3 separate regions of the Rattus norvegicus genome follow, and all the other regions are linked to region 3. A link is a contact called in public Hi-C data. All regions are on one chromosome and are shown on one strand. Each heading gives the region's core, a stretch centred on a gene start, on an enhancer-like site or on the middle of the called end of the contact. The rest is flanking DNA. Distances are from core to core; before and after follow the strand shown.

Evidence for each region. A called contact is a pair of places that touch in the nucleus more often than the background predicts.
Region 1: a contact with region 3 is called in a Hi-C map of frontal cortex, with 2.1 times the contacts expected there. The contact joins the enhancer-like site here to the promoter of Pten in region 3. A contact is called at or near these places in 1 of 12 Hi-C or Micro-C datasets (frontal cortex) and 1 of 1 datasets of contacts at active chromatin or transcription factors (oligodendrocytes).
Region 2: a Hi-C map of Schwann cells shows a contact between it and region 3, with 6 times the contacts expected there. The contact joins the enhancer-like site here to the promoter of Pten in region 3. A contact is called at or near these places in 1 of 12 Hi-C or Micro-C datasets (Schwann cells) and 1 of 1 datasets of contacts at active chromatin or transcription factors (oligodendrocytes).

Annotation. Positions count from the first base shown.
Region 1 is chr1:240,430,257-240,434,848 of GRCr8, reverse strand. The region is part of intron 4 of LOC102548095 (a long non-coding RNA gene); the gene reads right to left. Among named protein-coding and RNA genes, the nearest start is that of Rnls, 290 kb to the left of the region's middle. Within about 2 kb of position 2,863, at least 30 of the 93 cell types and tissues checked have an H3K27ac peak or open chromatin away from gene starts, as enhancers often do.
Region 2 is chr1:240,361,150-240,365,466 of GRCr8, reverse strand. No RefSeq gene overlaps it. Among named protein-coding and RNA genes, the nearest start is that of Pten, 320 kb to the right of the region's middle. Within about 2 kb of position 2,831, at least 3 of the 93 cell types and tissues checked have an H3K27ac peak or open chromatin away from gene starts, as enhancers often do. A contact at or near this core is called in Schwann cells, where this site is marked.
Region 3 is chr1:240,042,339-240,046,446 of GRCr8, reverse strand. It overlaps Pten (phosphatase and tensin homolog), which reads right to left and starts at 2,740. Exons shown (of 9, transcript NM_031606.2): 1 at 1,802-2,740. The coding sequence starts at 1,880.

The DNA.
Region 1 (4,592 bases), core at 1,614-4,113, 390 kb before region 3:
TGACCTAAGTCTACATGCCTTTGGACACCTGATGTTTGCCAATAAAGTAAAAAATGAATACTGGAGAAAGAACAGCATATTTGACAAATGATTCTGGCCAACCTAGATAGCTATAGAGGAGAAGTAAAATTAAGCCATGTCTCTCGTCCTGCACAAAACTCAGCTCCAGATGTCTAAAGGACCTCAATAAGACCCCATGCCCTGAATCTAATAAAAATGAAAGTAGAGATTAAACTTAATCTTATCATGTTTTCAGTACATTTATAATTTTGTGTTAAGCCATCTTTCAGCCCGTGGGCCACAGGCTAAATACGCCTGTGTAAAACAGACGGTAATAACATTTGCTGCACAGTGCTTACAAATATAAAATAACTCAAGTCTTCAGGACAAGCATTCCAACAGTACACCCCCATGGACCCCGAATCGGCAGAAGCAAATGCAATGGTAGTTCTAGACTTTATTAATCAGACAGCACCAGAAAACAGGCTTCCAAAGGAGGTAAAGGGGTCCCTAAAGATTGATAATGTCCCCACTTAAGAAAGAACCAGTGTGCTTATTGTAAGGAGGAAGGCCACTGGGCCAGGGAATGCCACAAGAAGAAGAAGAAGCCTATCTAAACCCTGGCCTTAGAAGATAAAAATAGGGGGGAGAGGTTGGATCCTCTCCCAGAGCCCTGGGGAGCCTTAAAAGTGGAGGAGAAACCCACCAGTTTCCTTGTAGACAGTAGAGCTCAACATTCTGTCTTGCTGAAACCCAAAGGTAAAGTGGGGGCTCATCACTGTATCAGAGCTCCCCAGTTACAGTAAAGGGATGAGCCTCTCTTTCCTATATAATGTCTGAGCTTCCTAAAATTCCCAAGGTGGGAATACCTCTACACAGATGATCAAGCAGGTCCTATTGTGGCTTTCTGGTCAGCTAATCGGGATAGGATTGTTGCTATTAAGCCCTTTCCTTACCTGGCAGCTATGACTGGGGCATCACAGGAACATCATCATTAAGTCACGGTTGAATTTCATATAGAAACCTCCCAGTAATGGCCATAGACACTGATAAAATGACACCTAGGCTGCATACTTTCCACATACCACCTGGTGTACTTCCCACAACAGTGTTAGAGGAACATGATATATGATCTACTTCATACAACCATGGAGGCTGAGGCTCAGAAAAGTTAAGTATCTAAATCAAAGACATCAGAGCCCATGAGTAATGGATTCCAGTTTAAAGCTGACTGTAAAAGTTGTTCTTTCAACCACGTGAATTATACTTTATCTAATGGATCCAGAGTCCACAGTCCTATGCATTTATCTGCACTGTACAAAGTCCTCTGAAGATACACAAAGGGCTCTATGTCAGGAATCACCACAAACTACAGTGAGTAAACGACATTAATACCCTACCCTTTTTGTCCTGTCAAGAAACTAACAACGTTTTTGCACCCCGAACCTCTTCTCGCCTTCTCAAAATATTATTGCTATCTTTTGTTCCACTTTATCCTCATGGACATACTTTGATTTATGAGACCCAGAAACCTGTACTCCAGTGGCCAAAGGTCTTCCCTAATGAGTCATATGTTCCACAGAGTCCTTAGCCAACAGAATTACTTTTGTGATTATCATGTGGTTCAATTATTTTACCAAAATTTTTTAGAGTGAAAAAAATAAGTATTTGTTGTCATAAAGCAAAACATACAGATCCTCATGAGAGTTTAATCATCTTTCCCCTTCTCCCATTCAAACTCTGGTAAAGACGCAGTGTCTAACTTTCTGCTACAGATTGAGTAGATCCGTGGTTTGAAAGATAGTGTATCATAGATTAAATCATGGCATAAAATGGGCTTCCTTCAGTGAGTCACGAAGTATGGCATTCACAATTTGTAGCACAAGACCCTGTGTGAGCTTCCCTTACCGGTGTTTACACTTTGCTTCTTCTTTCCCTGTTTACTCCACATTTGCCCCCAGTGCTAGCTTTGGCTGCACAGGCTGAACATAGACAAGGCTCCAGGGATTCATCGGTTTTGCCTGGATTTGCTGTGTTCTCAGCCTGTCAGCCATTTGACATCGTATCTGTTCATCCCAAGGAACAAAGGGTCTGAATCATACCTACCGACCCTGCCACCTACTTCCTGTGAGGGAGTTCTGTAGTCTCGGAGGGTCATGCTGTTAGACACTTGCATTCTGGGTGACGTATTGGTGTACACGGTGTTACCCCAGTGTAAATTCCCCCAACAATGACAGTGTCTCTTGGGCTCTGTCTTAAACATTTTTTTGGTTTGAATTAGATTTACTCAATCTCGACATCATGATGTGAGTGACATTCATCTGAGGTGGCTGTGAGGATGAGCTCTGTTGAGTAATTAAAGAGCTTGTTTTGAATGTGGGGGATGGTAGAGCATGGAAAAAAATCACAGAAAAAAAACAGCAACAATACAAGTTCAGTAGGGAAATTTGAGACATCAAACATTTTTTTTATACAAAATACCAAAGGTCACTAGTCTCCCACATCAAATACTCAGACATTTTTTTTAAAAACAAATCCATTTCAGTCTGAGTCTCGACACAGGCCTAAAATATGTGTTTTTGAAGAAAAAAAAAACAGAAACCTAGAATAATTTTAATTTTGTTGTTTTCCAAAAAACGAAGGAAGCGCTGTTGGAGATTTAAGTGTGGGGAATTGGGGAGAGCATTTCAACCTTGCCCAAGAAGAGGTTGCCAGTTAAATACTGATGCAGAAGTCTCGATTTTCAGAATTACATTCATTTCTGATCATAAGATGTTACCAAAGGAGCAAGCCAGGCTCCAAGGTATGGTGGCTACCTGCCTGTTTTCAAGGAGCCCACAGCCCCCGTGTGACCAGCTCAGGTGAAGTGTAGCATCCTACACTTTGTCCAGTGTGCAGCCTCTGCGTTCATCTCAGCGTCAGTTCAACAGGAGGTTGGGGGTTGGTGAATTCAGCACAGAAATGATCCTTCTCCCACAGAGCCCCATCGAAGAAGGCTGATAGGGAAGAGAAGCTGTTCCTAAAGCCCTTAGCTTGTTCTCTTTCACATCTGCAGCTGTGTCCTCCTCGGGGAGTTGTCCAATCCAATGTGATTTTAAACATCTGTCAGCTAAATCAGAGCTCCAAATTTAGCACTCGGGAACATTATGTGGATTTGCGACGCTCGCCGGAGAACACTGCATTCGCAAACTCTCAGCTCACAGGAGACAGCCGGGTGGTACTTCGGTTGGTAATTTTATCTATGACACATTTAATTTGGCTGTGCATTTATGGCAATTATGTAAAAGGGAAATTGTGGCCATTTCCTTAGAAAAAGCTTTCTGCTGAGAGCTCTGCCTTTCTCTCCGATCATTTGCCTGTGTGTTTTTGTTTGTTGTTAATCCCCCAGAGGCTAGTTTTATCTGGGTTTCCTGAAATTCTATTCTTTATCCTGAGACATCTTTGTGATGCAGCAAAAACTGTCACTGCTATATACCCATCCAGAGGAAAGAGAAGTTCTACAGATGCACGGCTCTTGCTAGCCACCTTTGATCAACACATAACATGGTTCCTTTCTCTGTACTGGGCGGATGCTCCCGACAAGATGTACTGCAGCTAAGGAAAATGGCAAGCCCACATCTTGGCAGCAGCAAATAACTACTTGATGTTAGGCTCCTTTCCGAGTGTGTAACTAATCCCATCAATTCCTGAAACCATGGCATCCTTAAAGGGAGACATGGGAAGAAACAGCCTTGTAAAATAGTATGGCTGCCAATAGGTGTTGTATCACGATAGATGAACATACATTTTTTTCAATTAGATGCACACAAAAATCTCACAGCCTCCAAGATCCAGTGCCCCATTAAGCCTTCGCTAAGTCTTTTGAGCTATGGAGGGAGGCAGGGGTGTGAGTCTCTACTCTGGTTTTAATGTGTGATGCTATTAGGGCGAATCATCAAACGCTACTGGGATCTTGAAAGAGGCAACTGTGGTTCTTGATTGGTCGGGATTAGGACAGGCCCAGAATGAGAGCCAATGACATTGTAGAGACAGCGAACCTGTGCGTGAGTGACAGGCGTGAGTTTGAACTGCCTGAAAGTATACTGTCTCAAGGCAAAGGATACTGCTGATGGCTAGAGGAGAAGCCTCGTAAAGTCACCCTCTTAAACCACACGCACCTCGCACACACATGGACTGGAACAGGACTCAACACTGGTTTTCCTTGCTGTTAGAGAAAAGATGAGACTCCTCGGAGGTGCTATAACCAATTAAGAGCTGGGCACCAAGAAGATGCCACAGAGCACTGAGCAGGCAAACCTTGTCTTTACAATTTCTTCTTTCTTGACTGTCTTCCTGTTTAAGGCATCCTCTTGGGGAGCATGCTGGCTCTCCCTCTCCGTAGTCCACTTCTACAGCAACATACTTACGTTGGGCGGATACATTAGGGAATAGTTAAAACCAGAGACGGAAGCATCAGGCAGATCAGGATTCAAACCCCAGACCACTAAGGCAAAGTATCCTGGGAAAATTAGCAAGCTTTCAAGCTAGCTCACTGAGTAGACGAGATTTGAACTCAAGTAGAAACAGCGTTCCTGACACAAAGCAAATGTTCA
Region 2 (4,317 bases), core at 1,582-4,081, 320 kb before region 3:
GGTACCTGGGTACAGCCATATGTAGATGTGGGGTGAGGCAGAGGACCACAGGTACCCAGGGATGACCCAGGTAATACAGAGCCTGCCCCAACTTGGCCTTGCTTTCTTGGGACAAACCTTTTCTTGGCTTCTGGTTCAGGCACCTATCCTGAAGGAAGGAAACTGGATAATAAGAATCACTGTATCCTTTGTGGCCTCACGACATTTGAAATGGAATAAATTCTGCCTGTGGTTGAGGTAGCAGGAAGATAAGGAAGAGAGCTAGACCCTGGGACCTAGCTGAGGCTTTTGAGAAGGAACCCTGCATGGTGTACAGGTTCAGGGAGAAGACAACCAGAGAGAATGGAGACACAGTCTGTGAACTTAGTGGAGGTGATAAATATCTTCATATAAACTTGAAGAATAACAGAGAGGCTCCAGAGACACCCGAATTGTGCAAACTCTTTGTTGCCCATCATAAGAGCCTATTGATGATGACACCATATTCTTTGGTTGCAAAACACATGGAAATTAGCTCTAAATTGACCAGAAAGTGTTCCATGTTGAATAGCTTTCATAATGCTAGAAGGGGTTACTTGGGGGAAAACATCAATATCTTATCCAGCACTAGACCCCATGTGCCACAAAACCGACCTGTCAGACAAGATATGGTCCACTAATACAAGAGTGTTTATGAGAGGTAATCAATCCCTATCTTGATTGGATTTAAGGTCTGTTCCACAGGAAGGAATTTATGCTTGTACTATAGACATGGCCAAAACCGAGGGAAGTCATGGGTTCTAAAGGAGACCTATTGGTATTTCTCTAAGTGGTCATAACTGTTAAACTCCCTTCTAAATATGCTTTTTATCTATGGATTTGTGCTGTCTCTGACCCAGTCAGAGAAGCTTCTTATTACAATTGATAGTGATTAGTGCAGAGACACGTGACGGTCCTAAGAATTGAGAATAAACCAGGATGAGTGTTCATCTGTAGACGGATAGCTACTTCAAGCCCCTTCCCCCAAGGCTCAACATCACACAAGAGGGGACAGAAGGCATGTAAGAGTCAGAGGGTAGGGAGAAATGCTGTGAAATTCTGTTCTCTAGACACATTAAGACTGTTGTACATGTGAACTCACAACAGCTAAAATTCCTGGCACGAGGTCTGTGTAAGGCCAGTTACTTTTTCTAGCAAGGATTGGGGAAGAGTTCTGGAGGAGCCAGGCTTGGCAAAGAACTATTGACAGTTGAGAACTTCTGGGTAGGCTCTTTTTTTTAGGAATGGAGCCACTGTTATGTTCCCCATACCCAAGGGAATTCAGGCAGCACTTCATTTGACTAAATTAAAATAAATAAACAAATAAATACATATAAGACTAGAATGTGAAGTTGGGAGAGAGATGTGATAGGCACTCCTGGGGGTGGGGCAGTTGGGGGCAGCTGTAGAGTGATCAGGTTATATTGCACATGCATATGAGCTCTTCAAAGAATCCATACAACTACACATTTTTTAAATTCGAAGATGGGGGAGTTGTCTCCGTTCGTAAAGTTCTTGTCATGTAAGCCTGAGAATATGGGTTTGACCCGTGTACGGTGTAAAAGCTGGGTGTAGCCCAGGACTGTAATCTCAGTATTGGGGAGCGGGAGACAGGAAGATCCCGAATGCCCACCGTACAGGCGGGCAGTCTAGCTGAAGGTGAGCTCCAGGTTCAACAAGAGCCCGACTCAAAAAGTAAGATGAAGAGTATTTGGGGAAGGTACCCAACATCATGGCCCACATCAGCCAGACCCGAAAGCAACAATGTCTCGTTTAATGCACAATGTAGGTTAGGAATTTTGAAAGGATTTAGCTGGGTGATTTATCTTCAAGTCTTTTAGGTATTAGCTCAGCAGCTGGGTCTAGAGGGTCCACTTTTGCGAGTAGAGGATCCCTCCTTCCCTTAACACATTTGCTGAATTCTTTCTCCCGTCCCCTTCCCCCTTCCCCCTTCTTTTTCCCTTGCACGCGCGCACGCGCGCGCGCACACACGCACAGAGAGAGAGAGAGAGAGAGAGAGAGAGAGAGAGAGAGAGAGAGAGAGAGAGAGAGAGTACAATCCCTGGTATGGCTCCTTTTCCTCACAGCACTGCCACCCGAAGGTAATCAGCCTTCTAACATGGAGGTCAGTGTCCCCCTGAATCAAGACAGAAGGAAGCTGCGCATGCTCGCACACTCAGAGCCGGTATAGCATCGCTTTCACCGTGTGTTCTCTGGGTCAAATTATAACAGACCAACCCAGATTCAAAAGAAGAACTAGGAACCCGCTGTTTTGGAGTAAGGGTGTCAGAATTCCACAGGCATTTTTAATCGGGCACAGCTACCCTTCATGCAGAAGATGACGTTGTTGTTGTTGTTGTTGTTGTTGTTGTTGTTGTTGTTGTTGTTGTTGTCTCTCTAGCCCCTTAAATGTATCAATGACCATGACTTCTTTAATACTGGGCCGTTGTTGGGTTTTCCCCTGAAATTTTGAGGATTCGGCCACCTTACGTGGACCACACTTGGGATATCCAACTTGGCGTTTCGTGCACTCAGACCGGAAGTGGATTCCTAAGGCTGGTCCTGGTAATGAAGACACTGTAAATAGAACACAGGCTGTTTTCAAAGAGAAATCGACGGCAGGGAAAGAACAACAACGACGATGACAAAAAGACTCATTTTAATGTAATTGATTTTATCTCTGAAAAGGCCCAGTCCTTCCTGTTTCAGAGCGCAGTGGTCCTGGCAAAGCTGAGTGGTCAATAACTCAGTCTACAAAGCATTGTCCCATCAGTCTCTTCAGGGGGCTGAGAGATAAGTTCATTGTTCAACGCTCTGCTTATGGTACCCAGCATGACCCAGATGCCACCCTTGGAGTCCACACACAAACGCGTCTTTGTTGCCCCGAGTGTAGCAAATTCTTTACCATGAATAATTTACTACAACAAATGCTCCCTTTAGTTCTTTTTCTGTTGTTGAGAGTATTTTAGCTCCCCAGAGAAAAGAAGTCGGTACTCAGTAGGAATTAAATGCTGGAAAGTCTCCTTAAACACGGAGGCAGACAAGAGATGGAATGGCACGATTTTTCCACCAGGACCACGAGAGAAATAAGTGAATAGGTTTGGGACCCAGACACAAAGCACCCCGTTGTAAGAAGGCAGCAGGGCAGAGGCATGAGAGAATCGGGGACAGGAGTCATTCTGCCTGGGTTTGTATACAGGGTCCATCACTTGAACCAGTAAAACGATTCTCATAAGTGACGGGCTGGCTGTGACTGGAAACAGTTGTCCTATGGGTCTGCTGCCTGGAAGGTTAAATACCATAGCCTGGTATACTTCTTAGCATCCGGGAAGCATCTAATTCCAACATACCTGCCATTCTTATTACTATTATGTGCCACACAGGGGCTCACAATCTTCTTTGAATATACAAGGAAAATATAGTCTTACTTTGTCCATTACTGGTGGAACAGACCCCAGTTTTCTATTACCAGACTGGGAGCTGGGAAAGGGAAAATTTTAGATGGGCCAGTTTACAGTTCCTCAACACTGTCCTCTCATCTTGAATGTTTTTTTTTTTTCTGCATCCTTTCATCTTGTTTGGGTCGTTTAGAGTTCCCAACGTTTCTCACAAGTGAGGTAGAAGTCAAATGTAAGAACCAGGACACCCTGTGCCTTCAGCAGGGTCCTCTGGCCTGACAGAGACTTCACTGACGTCTGTGAGTCTTGGCATCCGCTTACAGATCCTGCAGTGTTACCGCTCTCTGACCTCCATCCCTGTCCACGTCCAGCTCCTCTGCTCGCCACCATCATGGCATACTGTCATTTTGTGATTTTCTGCTTGCCAAGTGAAAGCCCTGAAAGAGATAGGAGGCCTCTCTCACTGATAGTACCGTTCACTGTGGATCCACATTGGGCCAAATGCTATCCGTCTCACCAGATGCTGGTTCCTATGAGAAGGAAGGGAGCATAGCTTTGCTGCTAGGAGATATTTGACTTTCTGGAGACATTTATTTTAACAGCGGGGGTATAGTCCCAGCCTGAGAAGTGACTTAACATCTTACAAGGGACAGGGCAGCTGACAAGCCCTGTGAAGTAGAGTGTATTACAACAGCGCCAGGCTTGAAAACTGCTGATGATATGAGCCCTCGGTTCCTCAAGCCTACCCTGAGGGCGACAGACCACTCACCGGACTCAATATTCTCTTAAGACCTTGAAGTGTTTCCAACATGTAAGAATTCATCCCTCTCCTGCTAACTGAGGTTCTACCCTGAGACTGGAGAAAAAAGGCCTAAAAGGACAGAGTGTGCATGTCTCTCTG
Region 3 (4,108 bases), core at 1,491-3,990:
CCCTGAGTGAAGCTTTCTCAATTAATGCAAACTCAAAAATTAAAGATTCCTCTCAAACTGTATTTTTAGCTTGAAAGAAAATTAGCCTCTGTGAAGCCAGCTCTTCAGTGAGCTTCATCTTCATTTCAGAACAAAAACTCCATCAAAATTAGCTATGCTTTTTACACCATTAACGCAATCCATCAAACCTCTTCCAAGTGAAAATTTTTCTTCAATAAATAAAGTGTCCCATAATGCTATTAGCCGGACATGTATAGACAAGTTGCTGCTGTCCTTCTATCTTATGAAAATATCTACTAATAGTAACTAAGAAATACCTTTTGCAAAGAATATCTTATTACTGATTACGCAATTACATAATTTTAACTAAATACTTACTGTTCACTTCAATGCTTGTCACATAACAAAATTTTGGGTTGTAACAAAAGGCCCAATCATTTAAAGGCTGTTTCTTCAGACCTGCAACTTGTGTTTTCACACACCTGACACACTGGCCTCCCAAAACCTCTCAATTTCTGTCAATACTTCCCACTCTGCAAAAGAGGAGGCCTCTCTTTCCTACCCCTGCCATACCTGAAACTGCAACGGTAAATGCTTTAAACCACGAACTTTTGAAGTACAAAGACCTAACTTTTAGACGATCACGACTCTACGCCGTTAAAATTCTTGGGTTTCTCTTATTCAACAAGCTGACTCAGTAAATTACTGTATGCAGAGAGCTAGCATACCTACAGTCTGGAGATGGTGATCCATTCTTGCCAGTATGTCTGGCTATTAGCTGGCTAAATTATATTTGATGTTCTACACAAAACAGGGTAAAACACACAGATAAGTCAACGGGTCAGAGCACCTGAAACCAAAAAAAAAAAAAAAAAAAAAGCAGCAAATTCATGCTACTCCTTAAATCTCACGTGAGAGCTGAGTTTAACCTCTGCAGTCATTTGCCATACAGACACAGCATCCCTAAACTCCCACAGACACCATCATCTGGGATCAAAAACTACTCCATCTCCATTCTATCATGTATGGCAAGGCCAAGTGAATGAACATACTACTGAAATGCAAATTTCATATCCTATCCCACGCCCCATCAGGAAAGTCTAATTTAAAAAAGTTCTATTAAAAGCTCCAATAATACTATTGATTTCAAACTACAAAACTTCTAAATGCAGCTCCAAAGTTGTAATTACCTCAGTTTAAACACACAAACCTACTTCTACCCTCAAATGTGCACGGTCTAGGCTGAAGATGACCATGCTTATAAAGTTATGCAAATCAGTCCACAAGTCACATTTTAGAAAAATCTTCCAATGCAACCCAGGAAACTAAAAAAAAAAAAAAAATCACTGCAAGATTCTGAGGCAATATGCCTACGTGCTGCACGGACTTTCATTTTAATCTGATCTATACCCTAGATCTAGGGCCTAAGTCACGATCTAATCGAAATATGCACGACACCACAGCGTCTATTTTTTTTAGTTCATTTAGAAGGCTCGATTGACGAGCCGACTAATCCAGTGTACAGTACTCTGCATTAACGGACAATAGATTTTAAGAACAAACCACAGAGCTCGACAAGAAACCAATCCGTGCCTTGACACTTGCAAGCAGGCATGAGTTCCGTCTAGCCGAACACTCCCTAGGTTGAATACACTGGAAGAGACAGAAAATACACGATCTAGAAACGCGACCAGTATTAAACGTTATAGTCACCCCAACTACAGAAAATTTTCGCATCCGTCTACTCCCACGTTATCAGAGTGACAGAAAAGCAAAGAGGAACAGCCGCAGAAATGGATACAGGTCAAGTCTAAGTCGAATCCATCCTCTTGATATCTCCTTTTGTTTCTGCTAACGATCTCTTTGATGATGGCTGTCATGTCTGGGAGCCTGTGGCTGAAGAAAAAGGAGGAGAGAGATGGCAGAAGCTGCTGGTGGCGAGGCTTCTTCTGCAGGATGGAAATGGCTCTGGACTTGGCGGTCGCTGATGCCCCTCGCTCTGCTGCCGCTTGGCCCTGGACCGCAGCCGGGTAATGGCTGCTGCGGCGGCTGCTGGATGGTTGCAGCGACTGGGCCTGCTTCTCCTCAGCAGCCAGAGGCCTGGCAGCCGAAGCAGCGGAATGGGGAGAAGACGGATAATCCTCGCAGCGGCTGCCTCCTCCGGCGGCCTCCGGAGCCCGGGCCAGGGGGGGTGCGGCGGCGGCGGACGGGAGGCTTAACACCGGCCCGGGTCCCTGGACGTGCCGCCGCCGCCGCCGCCGTGTTGGAGGCAGGAGAAGGGGAGAGAGCAACTCTCCGGCGTTCCCAGCCCTGGCAATGGTGACAGGCGACTCCGACCCCCTCCCCGGAGCCGCGGCCGCCGCCGCCGCTTCTCCCCCCCGCTCCAGGAGCGGGAGGTGCAGCCGCCGAGCCTGCGCCGGCTCCCGCCCGAGCCCACGGCTTCCACCGTCTCTTTCCGAAGCTGCTCAGAGGCTGCCCGGTTAGAACAGACGACGAGGAGGCGAGGCCCGCCGCCGCTGCCGCCGCCGCCGCCCGGCCGGCTCCCCGAGGGCGCTGCCCCCGCGGCTGCTCACAGGCGCTGAGAGGGGCTCTGGGCCGCGGCCGCCGCCGTCTCTCATCTCCCTCGCCTGCGCCGGGCCTGGCCTCACAGCGGCTCAACTCTCAAACTTCCATCATGGCTGCAGCTTCCGAGAGGAGAGAGCTGAGCGCAGCCGCGTCCCGACGCCCAAGCGCATATCCTGCCGCAGTGCACAAAGAGTCCCGCCACATCACCGTGCGCCGGCCAGCCCGCCCCCTCCGCCACCCAGCCGGGAGAGCCGGGCGCCTCCGAAGCCGGAGGGAGGCGAGAGGCGGGCGCCGAGCCGGGGGAGGGGCGGGGCGGGGAGGGGCGGGGCGTCGGTGGGACAGGGGCGGGGAGCGCCGCGGAGCATGCCCAGTGTGGCCGCGGCTCGCTCCTGGAGCTACGCCGGCTTCGGCCTCAGCGCAGAGACCCGGCAAAGGGTAGGGCAGGTTGTGGCCGAGCGAGGGTGCGCGGAGCAGGATCGCTGACCGCTCACAGGTGGATCGGACTAGCTGACCGCGTTGGTCAGCACCCTAGGAACCTCAGGGCCAGGTTCACCCTTCCTGCGTAGGTCCCTGTGTTTCTTTCGAGCGGCTTGCACGCCCTGCCCTGCGCTGTGGTCAGATTGCAGTGCTTCCTAGGATTTGTCGGCGGCAAGTCTTTACCTAGACAGCGCACCTCACCCCCACGGTGTCCTCAAGGTGTCAGTCTTTGCACAAAGAACAACCCCCTATTGTGTCTCCCGCGTGGGTCACCTCATCGGGCTCCGGTTCCCTGCCCCGCCTCTTGCTTCCCAGGCAGCTGGGTTCATTTGCCCGAAAGATGAACGCTCCCAGCCAAGCATGATGATTGTGCATACGGGGCGTGTACATTGACATCTGCCCCTGAGTTTCCAGGGCCCAAAGGACACCCCTGGGTAGACAAAGTGGATCTCCGTGAATAGAGTGCACCTCACACACACCCCTCCACCTCCCGGCGAAGAGCCCCGCAGCTCCCCGCAGCGGTAGGTCCACCGGATCACAGTCAGGCTCCATCTTCTAGGAGATAAGCCGCCCCTCCCCCTTCGTGGCCGCTAAGAAAACCCGGCAGAATTGGATCGCGGTGGCCAAGTTCTGACCCTGTCGGACGGTGCACGTTCGAGGACCCGGTTACTGAGCCCGGGTGTGGAGTATGGGACGGTCGGAAGCTGCAGCCAGCGAGTGGGCGGGGCGAGCAGGCCTGGGAGGGCTCAAAGGCTAGGTGGAAGGATACATGAGCCGCAGTCGGAACTACTTTCAGGAGGAGGTCACGTGTGGTCCTAGTTGGGGAACTTTCCAAATTCCCATTCCCCTATCTGTGTGCTCCTGAGGCAGGAGCTTGGTCCCCTCTTCTCTATTAGATGATCTTCCGGGACCCCATGCCCCGTGTAGGCAGCTGAACCCCTCTCTTCGGAGTCAGAGCGGAGAATAGCACCCACGAGCGGTCCGCAGGAGCGCTGTCGGGGCCAAGCGCCTGGGGAGCTGGTTACACAAGCAGCCACATCCAAGCACGTGCCCCCGCCACCCCTCT